3 separate regions of the Sus scrofa genome follow, and regions 2 and 3 are each linked to region 1. Evidence: chromatin contacts called from public Hi-C and HiChIP or PLAC-seq data. All regions are on one chromosome and are shown on one strand. The core of a region is the stretch at or near the end of the contact, and the rest is flanking DNA. Distances in the headings are between cores, read along the strand shown.

Region 1 (2,991 bases), core at 328-2,827:
AGAGATAGACAAGTAACCTGCTGCTTGTCCATTAAGTCAGCTGGCTGCAGCCCTCCTCTCCAGAGGCCAATGCATTTCTTTCACTTCAGAGTTCTCATTCGTGGGGAAAAGCAGCACTTAAAGGCAGAGAAAGGAACAGGTTCAACACCACCAAAACTTTGCTTCTACGACACAGGTAATGGCTCCAAAAGAGTCATGACACCCCCTCCATACAGCACCAGGCACCAAACAGGGGTCTCTGTTCTCTGGTCCCTGCACTCAGGCCACGCAGCTTTAAGCCCTGCCTGGAGCTCTTTCGCTTTGGTGTAGACAGCTAAGCTATGCTACACTACACAGGAGGCGGGTAGAGTGGAAGTGGGAGTGGGAGTGGGAGTGGGGATGAGGAGGAGATCCCGGATTCCCACCCACTCCCCACCCCCGCAGCAGCCTGGGGATCCCAGCCCCGCCCCTGCCTGCCCGGGCCCCGCCCTTCGCGGGTTTCCCAGACTCCGCGCTGCTGCCACCTCGGGCGGCGGCGGCGGCGGGGGACCCGAGCTGCATGTGTAATGGGGGCTGGGAACAAAGACGCGGAGGACCAGGCTCCCGGGCTGCCGCGCACCAGCTTCCTCGACCGCCCCAGGCTTCTCCCTGGAGATTTAATGCGTGGCTCCCCACGGCTGCCCGGGCCTTTCTGAACCCGAATGCCAAGCCCGTAGCCGCACGTACTGCGTCCCAGAAGCGCTAAAAGAGGAAAATCAGTGCTTAGGCCTGGGGGAAGAGGTCTCCCCGCGGAAAAACGCGCATATACACTCGAAGCCAAATATGCTCAACCACGCGCACGCACGCCGAACGCTAGTCCCGAGGGTCACCCGCCCCCGCCACGTGCTTCCCGGAGGCCAGACAGAACAGAGACCTGTTGGTTTTTCCTCCCATCTCCCCTCCCCTCCTAGGCGCCCAAAACAAAGCAGTCCCGCGGGGTGGCCAGCATCTCGCGTCCCAGATCGCCGCAGGGAAAGCAGGCGCAGGTGGGACCTGGCGCCAAAGGCGCGCCTCCGGAGGAACACCACGCAGATGCTGGTGGGATGGGGTGCTGGACTCCTCCCGGCTATGTGAAGCGACGCGCTTCCCTTCGCTACACCTAGTGGCTCTAAAGATCGCGCACTCCAGCTGCCAGCCGCTGCTGCACCTACAATCCCGCCACTCCCGCATTAGACCTGCCAGCTCAGCTTGGCCACCTGCCCCTCGTTCCAGTTCTCCTCCTAGTCTGCCTGGGTGCCACGCGCCCGTGAAGTCTGAACCCTGACCCCGGGGTTGCCTCTGCGAACTGGAGACCCGCAGGCCGCCGCACGGGCAAGACCGTCCCCCAAAAGATCAGCAAGCGGGGCGCGCTACGCGCCCCCTGTCCCCGCCCCGGGAGGTGCAAGCTGGGTGCAGGTGGCGCGATAAGGAGGCCGCGGGCCCGCCCTTTGTTGGTAAACACCGCGCGGCGCCCGAGGCCGACCTGCGCGCCCCCCACGCCGCGCCCTGTCCTTACCCACGCACAGCGATCCCCAGAGGAGGGCGAGGGCCGCCCAGGGCGCCGTCATGTTCCGCGGCGCCGCCCCGCGGACACCCGGAGCCCGCGGGCAGGGCCGCGCGGCGCTCCTGGGGCGCGCAGGGCCCGGCGGCGGCTGCGCTCTCCTTCCCGCTCCTTCCTTCGGTCTTGTTCCCCGCGCGCTTCCTGCGCCTTCGTCCCAGGGCAGCGTGCAGGCTCCAAGGGCCGCGCGGCGGGGCCGGGCTCAGGGCCGCTGCGGGCGGCGCAGGCTGCGGCCCCGGCTCCGGGGCGACGCGGGGGCCGGGGGGCGGCGGCGGGGCGCGGGCCGGGGCGCGCCCGACTCAGGCATAGCGCGGCGGGGCTGGGCCCGGGCCCCGGGCGCAGGGGCCGAGTCCGGAGGGGCCATGAACTGGGGGAGGGGTGGGGGGAGGGGAGCTGAACCGCGTCCAAAATGGCTCCTGAGCCTCGGCCGCGGAGCCGAGCCAGCAGGGAAACCCGGATGTTGGATACAAAGAGGCGGGCGAGCTGGGCGGGGAGGGGGAGGGGAGGCGGGCCCTCCGACCGCGTGGTCCGCGCCCCCCTCAGGGGCGTGGCTCCAGAGAAACAACAACACAGAGACTCCGCCCCCAGGCCGCGCCCTCCAGCAGGACGCGTGCAAACCATGGGTTTGGAGGGCTAAGCAGGGTCAGCTGGCAGAGTTGGCTGGGTCGTGTCCGGTAGCACTTTACCCCAGAACCCCAGCTCCCCAGCTCCCCGTGGCCTCCCGCACCGGGATTCTTGCTCCGCGCTGAGGATCCCATTCTCCCGGAACGCATGCTGCCCTGCGACCCCGAGTGAGTGGACCGCCCCCGATGATTCCTCTCTGCGCCTTCATTTCCCCGCCTGATGGGGGTCACAAAGCCACAACTAGAGATCTTGGAATTGACCCATCCTAGTGAGGGAGGGCGCGAGTCCCGCCGGGCAGAGCAGCAGCAGGTGGAAAAAGGCCTGTAGCAACTTGCTTCCCTACCCTTACCCAAATATTCTCAGCACTCCCACCCAGTTCTCTATCTCAGATTCTACCGTCCTTATCACAGCTAGAGTTTGGAAGGGTCTTGACGGGGGCCCCTAGCTAAAGAGGGAAAGCCCCCTCACAGCTCAGGGATGAGGTGCAGAATCCTTGAATAGAGAACTTCAGCCTCTCCAGATTTGCCACAGCCTTTCTAGGAGCAGGGCAAGAGCAACCAGGAGGGAGGTGGTGCCTGGAAGTGAGTTGTTTCACTTTTCCGAGCCTTTTTATTCAGAAAGTGAGGAGCCTAAATAAATAAAAAAATAAGGGAGGAAAAGTGAGACTCGATTCCTTCCGTCTTTTCTTTGTTGGCGAAACCGCAGCATGCAGAAGTTCCCTGGTCAGAAATTAAACCAGCATCACAGCAGTGACAACACGGAGTCCTTAACCTAGGCCACCAAGGAACTCCATGCATTTTTTTGCTTAATTA
Region 2 (2,991 bases), core at 293-2,792, 360 kb after region 1:
CAGAGCCAACTGCTGCTGTCAGAATTTCATTATGTCTCTGCCTGGAAAGAGAAGCAGGGCTTAAGGAGGCCTGACTTGCTGACTAGAGGGGCCGGCAGGCCCCTGGGGATGTCAGAGGTCCTGGGATTAGCCCCGAGGTCAGAGGAGGCCCCCAGGGGAGCAGGCCTGGAGGCAGGCATCCTGGCCGGGTAGAAGGAGGGCGAGGGCAGAGAAAGGACCCCTCATCCTCCCCGCCCCCAGGCTGGCGCTTCAAAAGGATGTCTTGTGTGGACTTGCTCATCCCTGAGAAAGCAGAGAGGGCTCTTATAGGGCTGCTCCTGATGGAGAGCAGGCCGACTGAGGAGAGTGCCAGATAGAGGGCTACATCCCCCCACCCCACCCCCGGTGTAGGGGAGGCATACAGAGGGAGTGGGAACTCCACAGCCAGAGTCTCCAAAGTCCCGACCAGTCTCAACCATAAGGATGGGAAGACTCACCCTCTGGCAGGCTGACATCCCTTCCGGAGGTATTCAAGGCCACCTAGGCCTGCTTGTGCCTAGAGAGGGAAGGGCTGGGGTCCGACTGGTTTTGCTGGACTCTCACACTGGCTTTATCAACCCAGGGGGGCTATGGGGGGGGGCCTGGTGGGCACAGCATCCCCAACGTGGGAGGTATTCTGGGGGCTCTCCCAAAAGTCAGTAGGCAGCAGAATCCCTGGACTTTCCCTTAGAGTCTCTAGGTACCTATAAAGAGGGTGGCTGGGTTGCCAGACTTGAAGGTGGGAGTGTGTGTGTAAGGGGGGGGTGTCCATGTAGGGACGCCTTGCCCAGACAGCCTCTTGGGAGGCCATCCATAGAAGGAGCCCTGGAGATGCCCAACTCTGCCCCTCACTCCGCTGTACAGATTGCCAGGAGTTTGGGGCGTGAAGGGCTCAAAGCCAACCTCTCTGAAGCTACTTGCTCTAAGTTTTTACTGCCTCTGCTCTAGTCCCCACCAAGGGCACTTCCGGTGTTAGAAACTTCCCAGCGAGACTGGAGGGGACCCTTCTACAGAGTAGGTTCAGGCACGCCTCTCCAAGGATCTAACTTGTGCCTTGCACCCGTTTTGCAGAAGAGAAAACAGACATCCGGGGGGCAGTGGCTGGCTGCCTGAACTCTGAGGCTCCCTTTACGCAGCATCACGGTAGGGCGTCTTAAGTTACGAAGTCCCTGTCCCAGAAGGACGCCAGATTCTTCCGTGCATCACCCTAACCCCGGCAAGGCGCCCGCAGGCAGGGCGTGGGGCCCCACCGCCCTCGGTAATGACAGGGCCCGCGGCCTGTGGGTGGCGGCAGCGGAGGAAGCCAGAAGCCAGAGGGATCTGGCTATTTCTGGCTGGGACGCACCCACCCGCCCCGGCCAAGGTTGGCCCGGCTTGCTGGCCCCCACCTCTGCCCTCCTCCACGATCCCCAGGAGGGGCGGGGAGAGACGCGGGTTGGAGGGCCCAGGGGGCGGGGGCGGGGGCTCGGGCGGGGGGCGGAGCGGAGTCCCGGGCCCACCTCCAATCTCCTCCCCTCCGCAGTCCTTTCGGGTCCCTCCACCGCACTGCGCTGGGACCCTAGGCCGCCAGCGCTGTCGCCGCGAAGAAGTGTCCCGCGGCGCCCCCCTCCCGCCGCGCCGCCCGTCGGGCATGGACTCAGGCCGGGACTTCCTGACCCTGCATGGTGAGTGTTCGGCAGGCACGCTGGGGTCCCCGCCTGAGCTGACCCTGAGCAAAGCCTACCGGCCCTGGGAGGGGGACCCCCGGCTCCTTCGGCCTCCCTCTGCCCCGCCCCGGGCCCGCCCCTCGGCTCTTTTGTCGCATTGAGGAAATCTCGGCCCTGGACCGCCGGACACGACCCTGGGCGTTTCCAGGCTTGTCTCCCAGGTCTGGCGGGTGGGGCGAGGAGAGGTGCAAGTCTGAAGATGACCCCCGGCCTCGCTGCCTCGGGGACTACTCTTCTTATCCTGGTCACGGAAGGCTGGGCTCCAGGGTCTAGCGTGCTTTGAGGGACCGAGGAGGGAAGGAACCAGCATCCACGAATAACCGAGTTCTCTCCGCCTCGTCCGGGCCGCCCGGAGAGGCTCCCCAAAGCCCAGGCGTGCCTGGACCGCGTCAGGTCGCGTGGGTGTGGCGGGGTGGGAAGGGTGGGGCGAGGTGGTTTACAAGGTTGGCGGAGGTCTGGCTGTGCCGCGGTAGCTGCCCAGCGCAAGAAATCGTAGTCAGCGACGCTCGGGCTGGGATGAGCAGCCCAGTCGCCCCCATCTGCGCACCCTCCTGGCCGGAATGGCCGGAGTCTCAGCTCTAACTGCCTGCAGCTCCTCCTTTTGTCCAGCCGAGCTCCGTCTCCCCGACCCACGGAGAAAGAGTCTAGGCCAGCTCCTTTCTGCATCGCTGTGTCTTCAGGAGAGAGAGCAGCCGCTGGTTCTGGACATCAGGGGCTGGAGGTCTTCAAGCTGCATAGGCCCCTCAACCTGTACCTGGCATTTCTCTGTTCCAGCCTGGGGACCCACCCACTCTTAGGCGGCTATGTCTTCCTGCTCCCCCAGCCAGCTCTGCAAACCCTCCCCCTCTCAGCCAACCACTGCTTAACCCCACCTCCCTCTGTTTTCTAGTACCCTGGCAGTTTGCTGCCCACCACCTATCCATCTAACCCATGCATGGAGAAAATAAATGGGAAAGAGAAAGGCAGGGATGTCCACTAGAGATCTCCCTGGAATTCAGAGAGACTCAGAGATGTTATTTTCAGCCAGCCTCCCGTCTGTCTCATGGTTCCTGGTTGGCCCATATCTGGTCCCCATGGCCCAGAGAGACCTTGCTCAGTGCCCGGAGCTGTTACCCTCATACCAGTAGTCTAGTCTCCTCAAGGCAGACTCATCCAGCTGGGTCATGGGATCCCTGCCCTTTCCAGTGCTCCTGTGTCTCCCCTCAGGACAGAAGTGAACTTAGTGTCCTGCCAGACTGGTAGGAAGGGAGGCTGGGCAGCTCAGGGG
Region 3 (2,991 bases), core at 318-2,817, 260 kb after region 1:
GCACCCTACCCCCACCCCCCAGCTAAGCCCTAGGCTGACCATGAGACAGATACATCATATGAAACTGTCATGCCAAACCCAGAGATAAGACTACTACTCTTCCTGTTTCTTAGGAAAATAAAGCTCAGAGAGATTAAGTGTCTTGCCCAAAGTGCCACATCCATGCTCTTAACACCGCAGTGTCCTGTGGCCTAGGAAGGAAGTACTGGGCACTTACCCAGGGGGTCATCTCGAATGGTGATGCCTGACATCCAAGGGATGCTGCTATCTACAGAGTCCACCTGTAAAGGCTTCTCAGCTGCCTCCTGCTGCTGCTTCAGAATATACTTTCGGCAGTCCTCTTCTGTGAGGAAGAGACAAAGTGTGGCCAGCTCCCCAGAGGTACTCCGTGCCTCTTCCACAGTCCAGACCCAGCCCCTGTCCCACCTCCCAGGTCATGTTGGCTCCGGGGCTTCTCCAGCCCATTGGTGCCATCCAGAGTTTAACAGCTCTGAAAAGGTGAGCTCCCACCTGTCTCTGGCCATTGTAAAGGGATGTCAGTGGTGTTCTGGCTGTGATGGAAGACATTAAGTTCAGGCTTGTGTGTCTCTCTCTCTTTGCCCCCCTGACTCCCACTTCCTAGGTAGGGCTCCTGAGAATAGAATCCACAATCTGCTTCTTTTAGGATCCACAGCTGATGTGAGCAGGGCATATAAGAACTCAGGAGACTGGTGGTTTATGTGCAGCTAGGGCAGTGGCCCCAACCAAGCAAGGTGTGCCCATCTATGGGCCACTGTCCCCATGCCTGTGCAGATACGTGTCAGCAAGTAGCGGAAAAGGATGCATTTTCTAGGAACCTGAGGTTTCCAAGATTGTCAGCTTTCAGTCCCTTATCTGCCCTGCTGCTCTACTTGAAGCAGTCCCAAGTCCCCTACAGAGGATCCCAATTCTGATTCCTGGACCTGCTTGAAAGCCTTTGCCTGAGCTGTTTCCTTCCTTCTCTGCCTTTCCAGGCCTTCACCTCCTTTCTCTAGCCCCTATCATACCCGGCTATTGAAAGAGGGAACTGGTTCTGCGCGGTTCCCCCATACATGCTGCCTCCAGTGTCTCCCTCTTTACCCCTAGATTACCACCACCCTCCACCCCAGGCGGGAAAGGAGGGATGGATGCTGAGGCGAGTGAAGGTCAGCGCCTTCACACACCCCCACCCCCACCCTGGCAACTTGGATATGCGGCGAAGAGAACGTCCTCACCAATGCTGGGCCCCAGTTCCACCAGCACGTCGTCGCGGCCCAGCTTGGCAAGCAGCTCGAGCAGGCGGCCCACCGAGGCGCCAGGGCGTCCTTGCCAGTCGTCCAGCAGGCTGCGCGTGGGGTCGGGATGCGTCTCCAGCCGCCGGATCTCCAGGTACTCGAAGTTCATCTCCTCCGCCAGCCCAGTCCAGTCCGCAGCCACCTGCGTCCGCACGTTTAGGAAGAGCGACAGGCGGTGCCGCACTCGCACATTGAGCGCTGCCAGAGGCAGGGAGGACATGGAGGGGGTGGGGGGCGCGGACTCCGCTCCGGAGCCTCCTTCAGCCATGGCGGGCCGCCGGGGAGCCTCCGCGCTGTCGAGTCGCCTTGTGGGCCTGTGCTTCCTCCTTCCCATAAAGCCACCCCGCCCTCCTGGTCCCGCCCCGCCTGTTTCTCTTTCCGAGAAGCGCCACCCTGCCCTACAATCTGGAGCCCAGCAGATGTGTGGAGGTGGGGGACGCCCCGTCTCAGCTCTCAGGATCTCGGGGGACGGGGGTTGTGGAGCCTGGGAACCTGCCTTTTGAGGTCCGTGAAGCTGTCTTTCCTCCTGTCTTCAAGGGTCTGTTACGGCGGTGGGACGACGACCCTCCTTGGAGGGTTATAGGAAACAGGGACCTTGCCCTTTGCGTTCTGGTGGAATTACAACCTTTCCATTGGGGATCTGAGGGGTTCATACGGTCCTGCCCTCCAGAATGGTGGGGAAGGGGCAAGGGGACAGGCATCGGCTCTGCCGTCTCCCAAACACCAAATTTTGGTGGAACACGCAATCCTGCCTCTAAGACCACGGGGAAATCCTCGGCTGTGCACTCAGAGGTGGAGGTGGGAAAAGGCATACTGCCTTCTGGAGCCTGAGGACCCTTGAAAAGTGGGGGTCTCATCCTCCGTGATTGGGATAACAGGACACACTGGCCTTCCGCGTCGAAGAGAACCCCGGTACTACCCTCTGGGGTATGGGAAAACACATTTCCGCTGAGAGTCAAGCAGGCACCTGGCCTTGCTCTTCAGGAGGCAGGGAACGCCGTCCTGATCTGGGGAGTTTTGATTCATTCGCTCATTCGATAGGTATTTAGTGATCACCTGTTAAGTGTCAAGTATATTGCAGGCACCCTGGATACAGAGTCTTTCCCTGCCTTAGAGACCCCAGCCTAGTGGCGGAGGTGGGCACTAATCAAACCATCCCCAATGACTGTAAAATTGTTATTTAAAAAAAAGTATGAGGCCCTTTCTCCAGATAGGGAGCCTGTCTCATCTCGGCACCTTTATACGATCCGTTCTCCTACCGTCCCAGAGTTCCCAGTTCCTCTCGAAAGATTTCCCAGGAGAGCACAAGCTCGTCTGGGTTGGCTCTGGGCGGTCTCGGAATTATTTAGGTCCCCCAGCTTGGGGGAGACTGAAGAGAAAGTTAGGAAAGGGTAAGAGCGCCGAGCCAGAAGCTGTAGGCGGCGCTTCTGACAGGCCCGCCTTCTGTTTGGCGGCGGGCAGTGGGCAGGGTTGTAGGGAAAGGAAATCCTGGCAGTGGCGAAGTTTGGTTCAAGACACGGAAGGAACTTCTGGAGACCCGCCTCGGGTAGGCGGAGCTGCAAGCGGAAAGGTTTCGGAGCTGCAAGCGGTAAGGTTTCCGAACTGCATTTCTGGGCGGGGCTTCAGGAAAGTTCACCTACCGGCTCGCAGCTGCAGGCTCCTGTAGGCGGGCTTTGAGTGGAAAGATCCTCTTGGGTCC

The links. A called contact is a pair of places that touch in the nucleus more often than the background predicts. HiChIP or PLAC-seq counts read pairs in DNA pulled down with a chosen protein or histone mark.
Region 2: a contact with region 1 is called in an H3K27ac HiChIP or PLAC-seq map of skeletal muscle. The contact joins the promoter of PLCD1 here to the promoter of ACVR2B in region 1. A contact is called at or near these places in 1 of 47 Hi-C or Micro-C datasets (skeletal muscle) and 1 of 2 datasets of contacts at active chromatin or transcription factors (skeletal muscle).
Region 3: a contact with region 1 is called in a Hi-C map of liver, with 3 times the contacts expected there. The contact joins the promoter of MYD88 here to the promoter of ACVR2B in region 1. A contact is called at or near these places in 1 of 5 promoter capture datasets (liver) and 5 of 47 Hi-C or Micro-C datasets (blood, heart right ventricle, liver and 1 more).

What each region holds. Positions count from the first base shown.
Region 1 is chr13:23,236,285-23,239,275 of Sscrofa11.1, reverse strand. ACVR2B (activin A receptor type 2B) reads right to left here and starts at 1,577. Exons shown (of 11, transcript NM_001005350.2): 1 at 1,514-1,577. The coding sequence starts at 1,565.
Region 2 is chr13:22,871,501-22,874,491 of Sscrofa11.1, reverse strand. PLCD1 (phospholipase C delta 1) reads left to right here and starts at 1,542. Exons shown (of 17, transcript NM_001243589.1): 1 at 1,542-1,682. The coding sequence starts at 1,649. It overlaps DLEC1 (deleted in lung and esophageal cancer protein 1), which reads right to left and starts at 1,282. Exons shown (of 43, transcript XM_021071663.1): 1 at 477-1,282.
Region 3 is chr13:22,975,527-22,978,517 of Sscrofa11.1, reverse strand. It overlaps MYD88 (myeloid differentiation primary response 88), which reads right to left and starts at 1,567. Exons shown (of 5, transcript NM_001099923.1): 1 at 1,233-1,567; 2 at 218-343. The coding sequence starts at 1,560. It overlaps ACAA1 (3-ketoacyl-CoA thiolase, peroxisomal), which reads left to right. Exons shown (of 15, transcript XM_003132103.4): 4 at 1,105-2,991.